Regions from separate parts of the Mus musculus genome. Here region 1 is linked to region 2. The links are chromatin contacts, called in public HiChIP or PLAC-seq maps. All regions are on one chromosome and are shown on one strand. Each heading gives the region's core, a stretch centred on a gene start, on an enhancer-like site or on the middle of the called end of the contact. The rest is flanking DNA. Distances are from core to core; before and after follow the strand shown.

The links. HiChIP or PLAC-seq counts read pairs in DNA pulled down with a chosen protein or histone mark.
Region 1: an H3K27ac HiChIP or PLAC-seq map of embryonic stem cells shows a contact between it and region 2, with 2.1 times the contacts expected there. The contact joins two enhancer-like sites.

What each region holds. Positions count from the first base shown.
Region 1 is chr5:115,440,927-115,446,827 of GRCm38.p6, reverse strand. It overlaps Msi1 (musashi RNA-binding protein 1), which reads right to left. Exons shown (of 15, transcript NM_008629.2): 9 at 5,383-5,500; 10 at 1,353-1,433. Among named protein-coding and RNA genes, the nearest start is that of Msi1, 14 kb to the right of the region's middle. Within about 2 kb of position 2,492, at least 8 of the 459 cell types and tissues checked have an H3K27ac peak or open chromatin away from gene starts, as enhancers often do. A contact at or near this core is called in embryonic stem cells, where this site is marked.
Region 2 is chr5:114,792,278-114,798,820 of GRCm38.p6, reverse strand. It overlaps Ankrd13a (ankyrin repeat domain 13a), which reads right to left. Exons shown (of 15, transcript NM_026718.2): 6 at 6,532-6,543; 7 at 3,074-3,140; 8 at 1,906-1,987; 9 at 907-968; 10 at 170-300. Among named protein-coding and RNA genes, the nearest start is that of 1500011B03Rik, 18 kb to the left of the region's middle. Within about 2 kb of position 4,005, at least 44 of the 459 cell types and tissues checked have an H3K27ac peak or open chromatin away from gene starts, as enhancers often do. A contact at or near this core is called in embryonic stem cells, where this site is marked.

The DNA.
Region 1 (5,901 bases), core at 1,243-3,742, 650 kb before region 2:
CCACCAGCAGTGGGATTCCCAAGGTTTGGTGCTGAGAACTGAGCCCAGGACTTTACATAGGCTAGATCAGTAAGAGAAGCACTCTCTTACTGATCTGCACCCTGGGGCCCCGTTTCTGTTCCGTTTTTTAAAGGGTTATTTATTTTATGTGTATGGGTGTTTCGCCGACAGGTAGGTATATATATATACATATATATATATGCATATATATGTATATATATATATTATATATGCATGCCACGTGTATGCCTGGGGCCTTTCGAATTCTGAAGGATGTTTTAGATGCCCTGTAAACGGAGTTACAGACAGTTGCAAGCCACCATAAGGGTGCCGGGGACTGAACCTTCGTCCTCCGGAACAGCCAGTATTCTTAACTGGGGTCAGTCCCTAGTGACACCACTTCCCAGTCGAATCTTTGTAGCAACTCTTCTGTCCTCTGAGCAGTTTCTCATCTCTACAACAGGATCCCCGAGAGGGCTAGGTGTCTGTGGTGTGTACTAAGGACTGCAAGCTAAACAAACAGCCCAAGGACAGGGGAGGTAAATGCTTAGGGACCCCTCCAGGAAATAAGACCCAAACGGACTGGGATGTGTAGCTCAGTGGTAGAGGCCTTGCTTAACATCCCGGAGGCCCTGGGTTCACTGCCCGTAACCAGCCACAGCACAGAAGAGGAGGAGTAGGTGGCTACATGGTGAACTTGAGGCCTGCCTAGGCTCTACCTCAACGACAGATGAATAATACTTGGGACGTGGCTCTGGCGGAGCACGTGTGAGGTCCAGTCCACTCCCAGCACTACAGAGACAACCAACCAAGGGTCTGGAAATGATTTGATACTTAACAGGAAACAATGCTAAATACTAACACGACAGCCCAGGGTTTTGTATTTCTGTTTAAAATATAGGTCTAGTGTTATCTTTATTTTGTAGCTTTAAGGTTCAGCGGGTAAGCTCTCAGGCTCTATACAGCACTCGGTACCCCGTGAAGACTCAGTACAGCACCTTTAAGTACCTTTGTGAGGACGTGAATCCCAATGGCCCTTGGAGAAGCCCCCACCCCCACCCCAAGTCCAGGGCTGTCTTTGGAGGGACTGGCAATTTTTAAGTCGGGCAGGGATGGAGAAAGTCAGAAAACAGGCAGAGAATGGATGGCCTGGGCAAAACTGTACCATGCAGGGCTACACCAGGATCCCCACACTCTCGGTGGAGGGGGTGGGAGAAAGAGACTCCTCGGACACGCCCTTCCTTCCAAGCATCCGGCCATGCACTCTAGATGCCCGCCACCCTGAGGAGGAGTCACACTGTCTGGAACTGGGGACATGCTGGACATGTGGAGAGACACCCAGGGGGACTTACCGGGGAACTGGTAGGTGTAACCAGGGGCAAGGCCTGTGTAACTCCGGCTGGCGTAGGTCGTGGCTTGGAACCCTGGGTAACCTGATGGGACAAAGCGACGGGGTGAGAAACCTTGCCCTCAGCGGGGGGCAAGGCCAGCTTGGATCTGAGGGTGCTCATAGTCTTCCTACAGCTAGCTTGTCACAGATAAGCCTTAGGTTTCCAGTAGACTTCTATGCACCAAGCCCCAAGCTGGGCACAGCGTTTATCATCTTACAAGACCTCTCAAGTGCTGTATCAGGGAGGCCTGGTGAGGGGCTCACACGGAAACTGAGGCACAGAGAGCTGAAACTGGATAAGAACAACACAACCCTGTTACCCAACTCTTCCCACCCGGGCTCCCATCTTCTTCTGCTCCCGATCTCTCACACAGCTTTCTCTTCCTGCCTCTACGCCCCGACTTGCTGTTTCTCAAGAGTTTGCAGAGATCAGACCAGGGCCCTTGCACACAATGCCATCTCTGCCCGTGGCACCCACACGAGACCACTGAGGCCTTGTTACGCTGGTGTCAGGCAGGTCTCTCCTCTCTCTGCACGGAGGCTACAGTTCCTCCTGCGTCGTCCCGCGATTCCTCTGAGGGTGGGCATTCTATCACCCAGAAGAAGAAAGCCTTCTGTCAGTGCTCACGGAGCACTGGAATTCCGGTTCAGATCCGATTAGCTCCCTGGTTCTCCCTCACCAGCCCTTGCAGGCTCAGCATGTGTGGTGCATGGGTGTGTATGCATGCAAGGGCTCAGCAACTCACGAGTGTCCTTTCCTGTTGCTCTCTGCCTTATTTTATTTTGAGGCTGGGTCTCTCCCAGGGCCTAGAGCTTCCCCACCGTCTACACTGTGTGACCAGGAAGGCCCCAGCACTAGGTTCCAGATGCATGCTTTCACGACAGCGCTGTGGATAAGAACTCCCCGTGACTGCGCAGCTGATGCTCTACCCACTGGGCCATCCCCGCAGCTCCCGACTGACTGCACCATTTATTACTTTTTTCTATAGCTGTTCGAAATCACTTAAGCCAAAAACAACTGACCGCAGACAAAGGTGTTTCTCAAAGTGCTGGATGGGAAGACAACAAAAGAGAGGCAGTGAACCGCCTCATTCCAGCCCCAGACGGTCCGGGGAGGACCAAGACTTGCTTTGAGAGAGCTCCACCTCCAACACACCCTAAGCTGGTCACCTCAGCGAGGTAGAGAGTTCAAGGTCATCCTTGGTTACGAACCAGTTCTAGACTATCCTGGGCTACATGGGTCCGTCTCAAAAAAATTAAAATAAAATAGAGCCAGGCATGATACCACATACCTTTAATCCCAGCCCTTGAGAGACAGAGGCAGGTGGACCTCTGTAAATCTGAGGCCAGCCTGGCCCAGGACAGCCAGGGCTAAAAAGTGAGACGCTGTCACAAACAAACAAACAAACAAACAAGCTGGCAATAGCAAAAAAATTTTTCGGTCAACTAATAATAGTAGGAAATAGTACATTAGATGTAAATATTTCATCAATATAAAACTATAATGCGCTAACACCCCCCCCCCCCGTATGTGCCCACAATTATAAAGATTAAAAAAATACATTATGGCAGTTGAAGGGAGAGGCAGAGGCAGGCAGATCTCTGTAAGCTTAAAGCCAGCCTGGTCTACAGAGCAAGTTCCAGGTTACCCAGTTACCAACAGATCCTGTCTTTAAAAAAAAAAAACCAGTTTTAAGGAAAAGACCTTTCCTCAAAAGACTCAGGAAAAACTCACACATACTGGGCTGGAGAGATGGCTCAGCACTTCTTCATCTCTCCAGCCTTGTCCTGGAACAGGCTAGCCACTAACTCCCCCTGGCCGTATGTTCATCTTCTCAATGTTTGTCTTCACCCTTGATTATTTGTATGTATGTGTTTGTGTATATGTCTGGTCTATGCATATTGCCTGCACGGGGAAAGTGAGGAGCTGCGGGATTCCCTGGAACTGGCCGTGTGGGTGTGGGCAGGCATGAGTCCAGGGAGTGAAACCCGGGTTCTCTACAAAGGCAGTTATGACTTTTAACTGCTGAGCTGGCTTTCCAGCCTGTTTACTCTGTGTCTCTGTGTGTGTGTGCATATGCATGTGAGTATGTGTGTATATGTATGTATGTGTATATGTATGTGTGAGTCTGTGTGCCTGTATTATGATGTGTGTGTGTCTGTGTGTCTCTATGTGTGTATGTATATGTATGTGTATCTCTGTATGTATGTATATATATATATGTGTGTGTGTGTATGTGTGTATGTGCTCGAGTGCCCTCTCATGTGTGCTCCCTAAGGACTGAGCATACATATAACACCTCATGATCTAGGTACTTTTGTGAAATTCACCTTTTTTAAAAAAAAAATTAATGTGGCCGGGCATAGTGGTGTACTTGGGAGGCAGAGGCAGGTGGATTTCTGAGTTCTAGACCAGCCTGGTCTACAGAGTGAGTTCCAGGACAGCCAGGGCTGCACAGAGAAACCTTGTCTCAAAAAACAAAAAACAAACAAACAAACAAAAACCCAACCAAACAAAAATTAATGTATGAGTATCTGCACATACACCTGCTCGCCAGAAGAGGGCGACAGATCCCATTACAGATGGTTGTGAGTCACCCCATGTGGTTGCTGAGAATTGAACTCAGAACTTCTCTGGAAGAAGACACTAGGCAGTGGTCGTACACACCTTTAATCCCAGCACTTGGGAGGCAGAGGCAGGCGGATCTCTGAGTTCGAAGGCAGCCTGGTCTACAGAGTGAGTTCCAGTCCAGGATAGTCAGGGCTACACAGAGAAACCCTGTCTCAAAAACAAACAAACAAAACAACCCAGCACTTGGGAGGCAGAGGCAGGTGGATTTCTGAGTTCGAGGCCAGCCTGGTCCACAAAGTGAGTGAATTCCAGGACAGCCAAGGCTACACAGAGAAACCCTGTCTCAAAAAACCAAGAAAAAGAAAAAGAAAAAAAGAAAAAGAAAACAAAACAAACCAAAAAAAAAACCTCTGGAAGAGCAGTCAGTGCTCTTAACCACTGAGTCATCTCTCCTGCCCCCTTCTTTTAATTAAAAAATATTTTTATGCAATGTGCACAATGCCATGCAGAATAGGAGCCAGATCCTCTAGAACTAAGGTTGCAGGTTGTTCTGAGGTGCCATGTGGGTGCTGGGGAATTGAACCTGGGTCCTTCAAAAGACCAGCTAGTGTTCTTAACCACTGAGCCATCGTCCCAGTCCCTTGGGTGCTTTTCAAAGCACAGCTGACTCTTAGCTGATTTCAAGGCTCATGGCTAGTCCCATCACCTACTCCAGGGAGCCTCCCGTGGTTGTTTAGGTGGCTCCTTGGACCTCCATGGCCCCGAATCCCTCTATAGAAGACACTCCTGTCTTTCAGGTGAACCACAGCCCAGTGACAGCAGATCCTACCCCTCACACAAAACACAACAAAGACAACAATAACAACACGAGAATTAGCTGCGTGAGACAACCAAGCCTTCCTCAAGCCCCTGGACCTCTGTCAATGCTACTCTCCCTGTCTGGTACGCTTCTCCCTTCTTCCCCACGACTGCCCGCAGACCCAACCTACAGGCTCAGTGTAACTCTTGTGTGCTTCCTGGTTCTCCAGAGTCTTGGTCCAATTATCTCTGCCCACACTCTCTTGGTAGCCTATACTTCATCCTGAACTCAGGAAAATTATGGCTGGAAATTCCTAGCATGCATCAGGCGCTCAACACGGGATGGATACAGATACCCCAAGTAGTCAGGAGACCAGATACTATGGGGCGGCTGCAGTATATCAGAACCACCACAAGAGGGCAGTGTTCCACACCAATCTGTCCACTTCGGGCAGGTCTGCCAGATTGGAAGCACAGTTTTTGCCTTTACTCTTGACTCAGACAGAAGGGCAGACCACGAGGAGAAGTCACACCCACCCAGCCTGCCCCCCTCCACCCCCCCAGAAGCCTCAGGGGCAAGACTAGGCAAGAAAAAAGCCACAGGTGTAGGCCTGGCACGTACCCAGCATCCCAATACCCAGCATGAAGGCATCCATTCCGTAGGGCATGACCCGAGACCTGCCCCGGGCTGAGCCTGTCGGGGACATCACCTCCTTTGGCTGGGCTTTCTTGCATTCCACCTGCAACGAAAGCTGACGGTCAGAGGCTGCTACAGCAGGCCTCCTCATTCTTACTTCAACTACCGTTTAAAGAGCGCTCACTATGTCTGAAGGGCTTTACAGATGCTAGCTCAGTCACCAGAACGATCGCACCGGACCAACCGTGAATGCATTACGATTCCTACATGACTTATTTTTAGTTTTAACTCACTTTAATTTTCTTATGGTAGGGTCTTATTAGTGTAGCTTTAGCTAGCTTGCAACTTGCTATACAGACCAGGCTGGCCTTGAACTTGTGGCAATCCTCCTGCCCAGAGAGCTGAGATTATAGGCATGTTCCATGACATGGAGCTGAGATTCCCATCTTTCCATCCTCGCCTTTTCCCTTTTCCTTCCTTCTTTCCTCTTCCTCTTCTTCTTCT
Region 2 (6,543 bases), core at 2,756-5,255:
GGTGTGTCTGAAGACAGCAAGCAACAGTATACTCATATACATAAAATAAATAAATCTTTTAAGAGAGAGAGAGAGAAAGAAGAGGACTTCAACATTACTTTTAAAGGAAAGGGACAAGGAACCAGCAAACCACAGAAGACGGAAGCGCACATCCAGGTCTTACACTTACTTCTGCGTTCTAATTGTCAGCTCTTTTGGTCTTCCAATGTCCCTGTCTTTCAGGTCAAAGTCTTCGTCAAAGTACTCGTCGGGAGTGATGGCCGTGGGGTTGTTCACAGTGGCACACTCCGTAGCGAGGTCCTGCTGAGCCAGAACTAGGGAGAGTCAGGACGGCCTGACCTGAAAGTGCAGATCTACTACAGCTTCACGAAGAGAGAAGTTACTCTGTGGGGAGGGCCCAACCGGACCAGCATGACATGGAGCTGGCCGAAACAGGTCTACCCGATTAAGTCCATGCCCTCTCCCCATCTCTGTCCTGCTAAACAAGACATCCACTTGCATAAGCGGGGGATATAGAGGGTCTGGAATTCCTGTCTCCAGCTTCAAAGCTGTAAAGGAAGCTGCATCTCCTGACCCTCAGTGACATCATTGCTCCTGATGCGTGGTTAGTTGGGGCGAGGTGTGTGTGTGTGTGTAAGGAGCCAGGCTGCAGAATAAAGCCAGCCTGACCTAAGAGCCACACTCAGAGACGCCCTTGTTTATCAGAGAGAGAGCCCGTTTGTAGGATCTACCCTTCCTCCAAAATCTTGAATTTTCAAAGTTTCGTTCATCCAGTTCTCTCCCAGGAGCCACCTGAGAACCTTCCCAAGTCAAGTGACCCTGCTCAGGACCCACAGCCACCATCGCAAACAGGAGAGGGGCAATCTTAATCATTAAGCTCCCCCAAATACCCTGTCATCAACTCACCCCTTGAGCACCAAACTGATGTTCCACGGTTCCGAGCAGAGACTCCAGTGGATTCCGGTCCTCTGGGGGGGAGGGGGGGAAGAGCAATGGAATCAGGCTCCTCACTGCGATTCCCGGGTCCTGATCCAAGCCACTGACAGTAGGGATTCCATTTGTAGGTGGGGAGATAAAAACCACCCACCAAGGTGAGGTTCTCTTTAGCATTTCTCATTAGGAGCTTTAACCTGGAGGGACTGTCCTAATAATCTAAGCGCTCACCATGGAGCGATCAATCAGGAAAATGGAAAAAAAAAAAGAACCAAGATTTCAGGCAAAGCAACTGTAATACCTGGCAAGCTTTGAAGTGAGGAGCTGGGTCTGGGTCCCTTCCCTCCTTGGTTCCCACTGCCGTATTCTGCCAGCCACCTGCCCACCCAAAGCAGAGGCAGCCGCTGGCCAACTGTAACTGTCTGCACTGTTTAAATGTTTGCACGTGGCGACGACTCATACTCCTCTCAGTGGCCAGAAGAATGGCTCAGCACCAACTCCATTTTACTACACAGGAAAGAGCCTTACTGCAGAGACAGCGTCCCAAGGCTGTGCACAGAGCTGGCAGAGCCGGTATAGCAATCACAGATCCAAGGAGATTCTGCCCAAAGCCTGAGTTCCACAGAAATCTTGTCACTATAATGGCCGCAAAGTCACCCATCCTAAGGACAAGAGTCCCAGTTCTTCTCACTGTCCTCTGCTACCAACAGCTACCGCCACAGCACCTAAGTAAGCCCTCACGAGTGGCTTTAATTACAATTGAAACCAACCATGGAAAAGCCCACAAACGAGTCAAACTAAGGAAATTTTTACAAAGGAAAGTTAGGATTCGCATGTCCAAACCCAACACATTTACCCTAAAGAAACTACAGCACTATCAACACCGCTGGTGCACAGGATCAATCCATCAGTGCGGGGCGGGGCGGGGCGGGGCGGGGCGGCGAGGAGGCGTGGCGGCGGGGCGGGACTTACCTTTGTATCGCTTCTTCTCCTCCTCCGTTAGGTGCTCGGTGCGGATCCTGGTTATCACGCTCACGTTGTTTACCGAGTAAACCTTGAGGGTTGTGTGCAAAAGACAGTTGTGACATGGGGGACCGAAAGCCAACACACGCACCGCAAGACCAAGAATGCTGAAGCAAAATCAAAGCGAGAACTGGCCGACAGCCAGCCTCAGCCCCTCAGACAGCTCCCGCCCGCCCAGGGATGCGCTCAGCAGTTACTCTGCACCCGCCAGCTAAAGGGACTCGCTCGGCAGGTGTCTTGCAGATAGGAGGGTGTCCACCGGGCTCCTCCTGCTCCTGTCTGTCTCCTGTGATCTGCGGTGCTCTCCTGACAGTACTGACTAAGCCAGACCTCGGCTCTCTAGACCGCCTGGGAGATCAGAGAAAACCGGCTGGCTTTCTACTAACAACAAGAGATTCTGGTTGCCAGAGGGAGCACTGTGCTGTCCATCAGGGCTGTGTGAGGGGTCTCAGTCGGCTGTGTGCTGACAGCTGCAGAAACCGCACTCTGCACCACAGCAGCTGTTTCTAAGTGCGTCTCGCTGAGTGTGATGGAGGCCAGCAGAAGACACTCCCTCCGTCCCTGCTGTACACTAAGGAAAGGCTAGCAAACGGCCTGTCCCCTGGCAAAATACCAAATGATACCACAGACACTGCCATTGCTACTGCAAGGTTTCCAGGCATTGAAGCAGCTGCAGCGATTGGGTTTGGTTATTTTGTTTTTTTTTGTTTTTTTTTTGTTTTGTTTTGTTTTGTTTTGGAGCCAAGGCTTAGAGTCAGCTAAAGAAATTACCTAAAGCTTAAATAACAAAGGATCACAGAAGCTATCTACTATATATCTTCTTTAAAAGAGAAAAACCGACTAAATATAATAATAATAAGTTTTTTTTAAAGAACCAAAAGAACGTCTCTCATCTCATTTCTGAACAGCCATAAAGCTACGGACCTGCTCAGAGCATGCTGTCCCATTTTCTGAAAAAAATCAGTAAGATGAAAGAGGGGGTAGGAGATGCCTTAGAACTTCCTCCCCAGGGACTGTCCGTCCGTCCGGCAGACCAGGGAAGCAATCAGAACAGACCCCTCATTTGCATAGCCGCTGAAAAGCTAAAGGGAATCTTAGTTGAAGAGCTTGCTTTTACCTTGGCTTCGTAACCATTGACAACTTCAGCTTTATCTGTCCTCCAGCCCCAGAATCCGGATTTAGTTCTGACAAAAGTGAACACCACAAAAATTTCCACATGTACAGAGGTTACCCCTGCAGCCCTTACAGGCCACCCCCGCCCCCGACATTAGTGAAGGACACTTGGAAATCGTCGTCCCACTGTCCACAAAACGATGCGACCAGTGACAGATGGCTTAGACATCCCCTCCCCCTCCCACAGTTATCAGTGTGCTGCACTCCAGGCAAAGAGAGCATCCACTCTTGGCTTCTGTTTCGGACCTGCCAGCACAGGGGGCAAAAGGTCATGACATCTGTTGGACGGCTGTCCTAAATAAATGAGTGAAGATGGCCCTTGTCCAAGGTCTTGCTTGCATGTATCTGGGTCATCTACTGCAGGCAAGGGCACAAGAGCCTCTCCTCCATCCAGGAATTCTCAGAACTGTGAACACACAGCTTCCTGCCCGCCTCTGGCAGAAAGGCAGGTGGAGTCAGAACCCATAACAATGTTGAGAGGCTAGGGAAGGTCATTAAAGCTTTCAAAATGGCCGGAGAACCACATGTTCATTGTCAGGCATAGCAAGGAGGAAGGACATGAAGAGTGGCTTTTCAACTCAGTCACTGATGGGTGACTTTTGAGGCAGCCCGGGTTGCAGCTACACCTGTAGCATGGGCTATGTGCTTAGAAACCCATTTCATCAGGGCTACACACTTCTAGGGGAAAGTGTATTCAGGATCAGAGGACAGCCTCTAAGTTCTGATTAGTTTTCTTTTATGTTTTTGTTTAAAGACGGGATCTTGCTATATGGGCCAGACTGCCTCTAACCTGTAAGCCTCTTGCCTCCAAGTGCTGGAGTTACAGGCAAGAGCTTCCTGCCACTCCTGGGTGTGACTGCTTTTCAGAGCAGCTTGCCCTGGGAGGAGCCCATCTGCCCGGCCTTTGTCTAGGACATCACCCTAGCTTTTCCTGGCACTGTGGAGAGCTGCCATCCGTCTGCCCTTTGCTCTGTCTTGTCACAGAGGAAGCTCAGAGGATGGTCGCAGGCTAGCCAGCTCACAAGAGCAGAATGCAGTTTGTAAAATTTATATTTCCATAACATAAATTCCATAGAAAGGAATTTCTAGTGGGATTCTAGTAAATCAAATCAGGCGACACACTGAGTTTTATAGATTGGTTTGAACCCATCATAAAAGGAAGACCCATGGGTGTTAATTTTCCTCTTGGGTGAAGATGACCCCACACAGCAAGAGATAGAGTCCTAAAAGGACTCTGGTAAAGGCTGGCTACTCTAGCTTACACTGTTCAAACAAGAACAGGGCACCGGGACTACACTCCTGACTAGCAGGTCACAGCCCTTGCTGCCACCAGTGACTAAAACCCCAGATGCGCCCGGGGTTAACTCCGTTCCATGCTGCACTAGTGCTAGGCAGACATACCCGCTCCTCGGCTGTCGTTACTTGCTCTCACACATCGCCATCGCTGCTCCTGCTGTTCTTGGCTGCCCCGCTCTGACAGCATCTGAGCTGGGAAGCTCAGACTTCACTATGTTAAACCCAGCTGTGACTCCCTGAGCCTCTGTCAGGTCTGTGTGCACCACAAGGCATCTGAAGACCACAGGACACCCAGCTTCCTTCTGCCTGTCCCACCTGAGACCAGCACACCAAAGGCCACGTAGCAGGGGCTGTGACTCAATATTATGAAGTTTAAAGGCGGCTCTGAAGTGGCAGGGATGTTGTTCTTGCTGCATATCATTCAGGAAAAGGACGGCCAGTTACATACCGTCCCCTGAAACTCACCAGGGAGGGTAGTGCTTTATAAGCATTGAATTCCTCGTATAGGCATGGGAAAAGGATGACAGTAACCATTGCAATGTGGCAAAGAACCTCGGAGAGAGCCTCCGCTGGAACTGATCATTCATGTGTCTTTGAATCTGCAAACCTCGCACTCAGGAGCGGCTCCAATCTCTACTTATTCCAACGTTCACTGATCACATATGAACATCATTAAAACAAAGCAAAAAAAAACAAAAAAAAAAACAAAAAAACCAAAAAAAAAAACCAGCTGTCTTTCAGCACCCTCGCCTCGGCCTACTGTCAGCTTCAGGAAAACCAGCTGGAGCTGGCTGTCTGAAAACCCTGTGACCCCGAGAATACACAATGTACCTCCGTCCTCGGTACACAGGGCCACACTCTTGTTTCCCATCTGCACTTGGTGGACTAAGGCCAGGAGTTGCCACACACCCTGGATAGGCTCCACTTCACAGCAAACAATGGCTCTAACAATGCCCGAGGAGTGACCCAGCACCTCCTCTAGTCTAGAGCCTCTGAGGGCCCGCCCTGCCTGTGAGGCTCATGCTGAAACCTAAGGCCATCAGGCCAAGAGCCTCCAGAGGACCCCATGACTGGCCCCTAAGCCTCAGTGTCCCTAGCCAGTAGGCTGGAAAGAGGACTTCCTTCAGAATCCAGTTCCTATTCCTACTTCTGAAGCAGAAACAGCCCCAAGATGTGACAGGGGCTGCATGTCCCAGTCCCTGTCAGACACCTGCCTTTGTGGCTTTCCTGACCAAAAAGAAAAGGGCCATTATGTTTTAGAATTGACTACAGAGCTGTCTCTGAGTTTTCTTCACCAATTTTATTGGTGAAAACAAGGTTAAAGAGATCAATCAGCTAGCACACTCGTGGAGAGAAGAAGGCCTGGATCCAGGAACAAGGACCAGATGAGCTCAGGCTACACTGACTCACAGGCAGCAGACGTGACATCCTAGGCCAACTCTAGAGATGCTGCAGATACCCTCGGTTCACTGAGCTCCATGGTAGAGAGAGAGAGAGATAGCAGGTTCTACTTCCTTCCTGCTCAGGGTGCCCCTGCCCTGCCCTGCCCAGCACATCGCACAGGATGGCTGTGTCAGTGGACGCCTACGGATGGCATCTCATTGGGATAGAGAGCTCTCCGGAGAGCTCCCAGCGCCTCCTAGGACCTGGAAAGAACTAAGCAGCCTTCAGGTGCTTCTTCCCCACTGTTGCCTCACAGGCGGGGTTGGGGCGACAATACGTTACGTTAAGTATAAATCTGACTGCCTAGCATCAGCACAATTCCAGTCAACTCTAGCATCAGGAAACTCAACGTTCCACATTTTGGGATGAAGGAATGTTGTGCATCCAAAACTATCAAAACATAAAAAGACCCAGGGAGCCCAGAAGAAGGGGCCCACAGAAGCACGCAGGGATGAGACTTAAGACACTGTGCCACAGAGATGCCGTGCACAGCACATCAATTATGATGCCTATTTGATTAGCCCTGGAGATCACTCTTAAAACCGACTAGCATTACGCCGTATTAGAGAAGTCCCAACCCAGCTATAACTTCCGATCACTGCAACCCTGTCGTTTATGAAAGCAGTCCCCAGACGAGATGGTGGCCCGGAATCCAGTCCGTACCTCTCAAAGGCA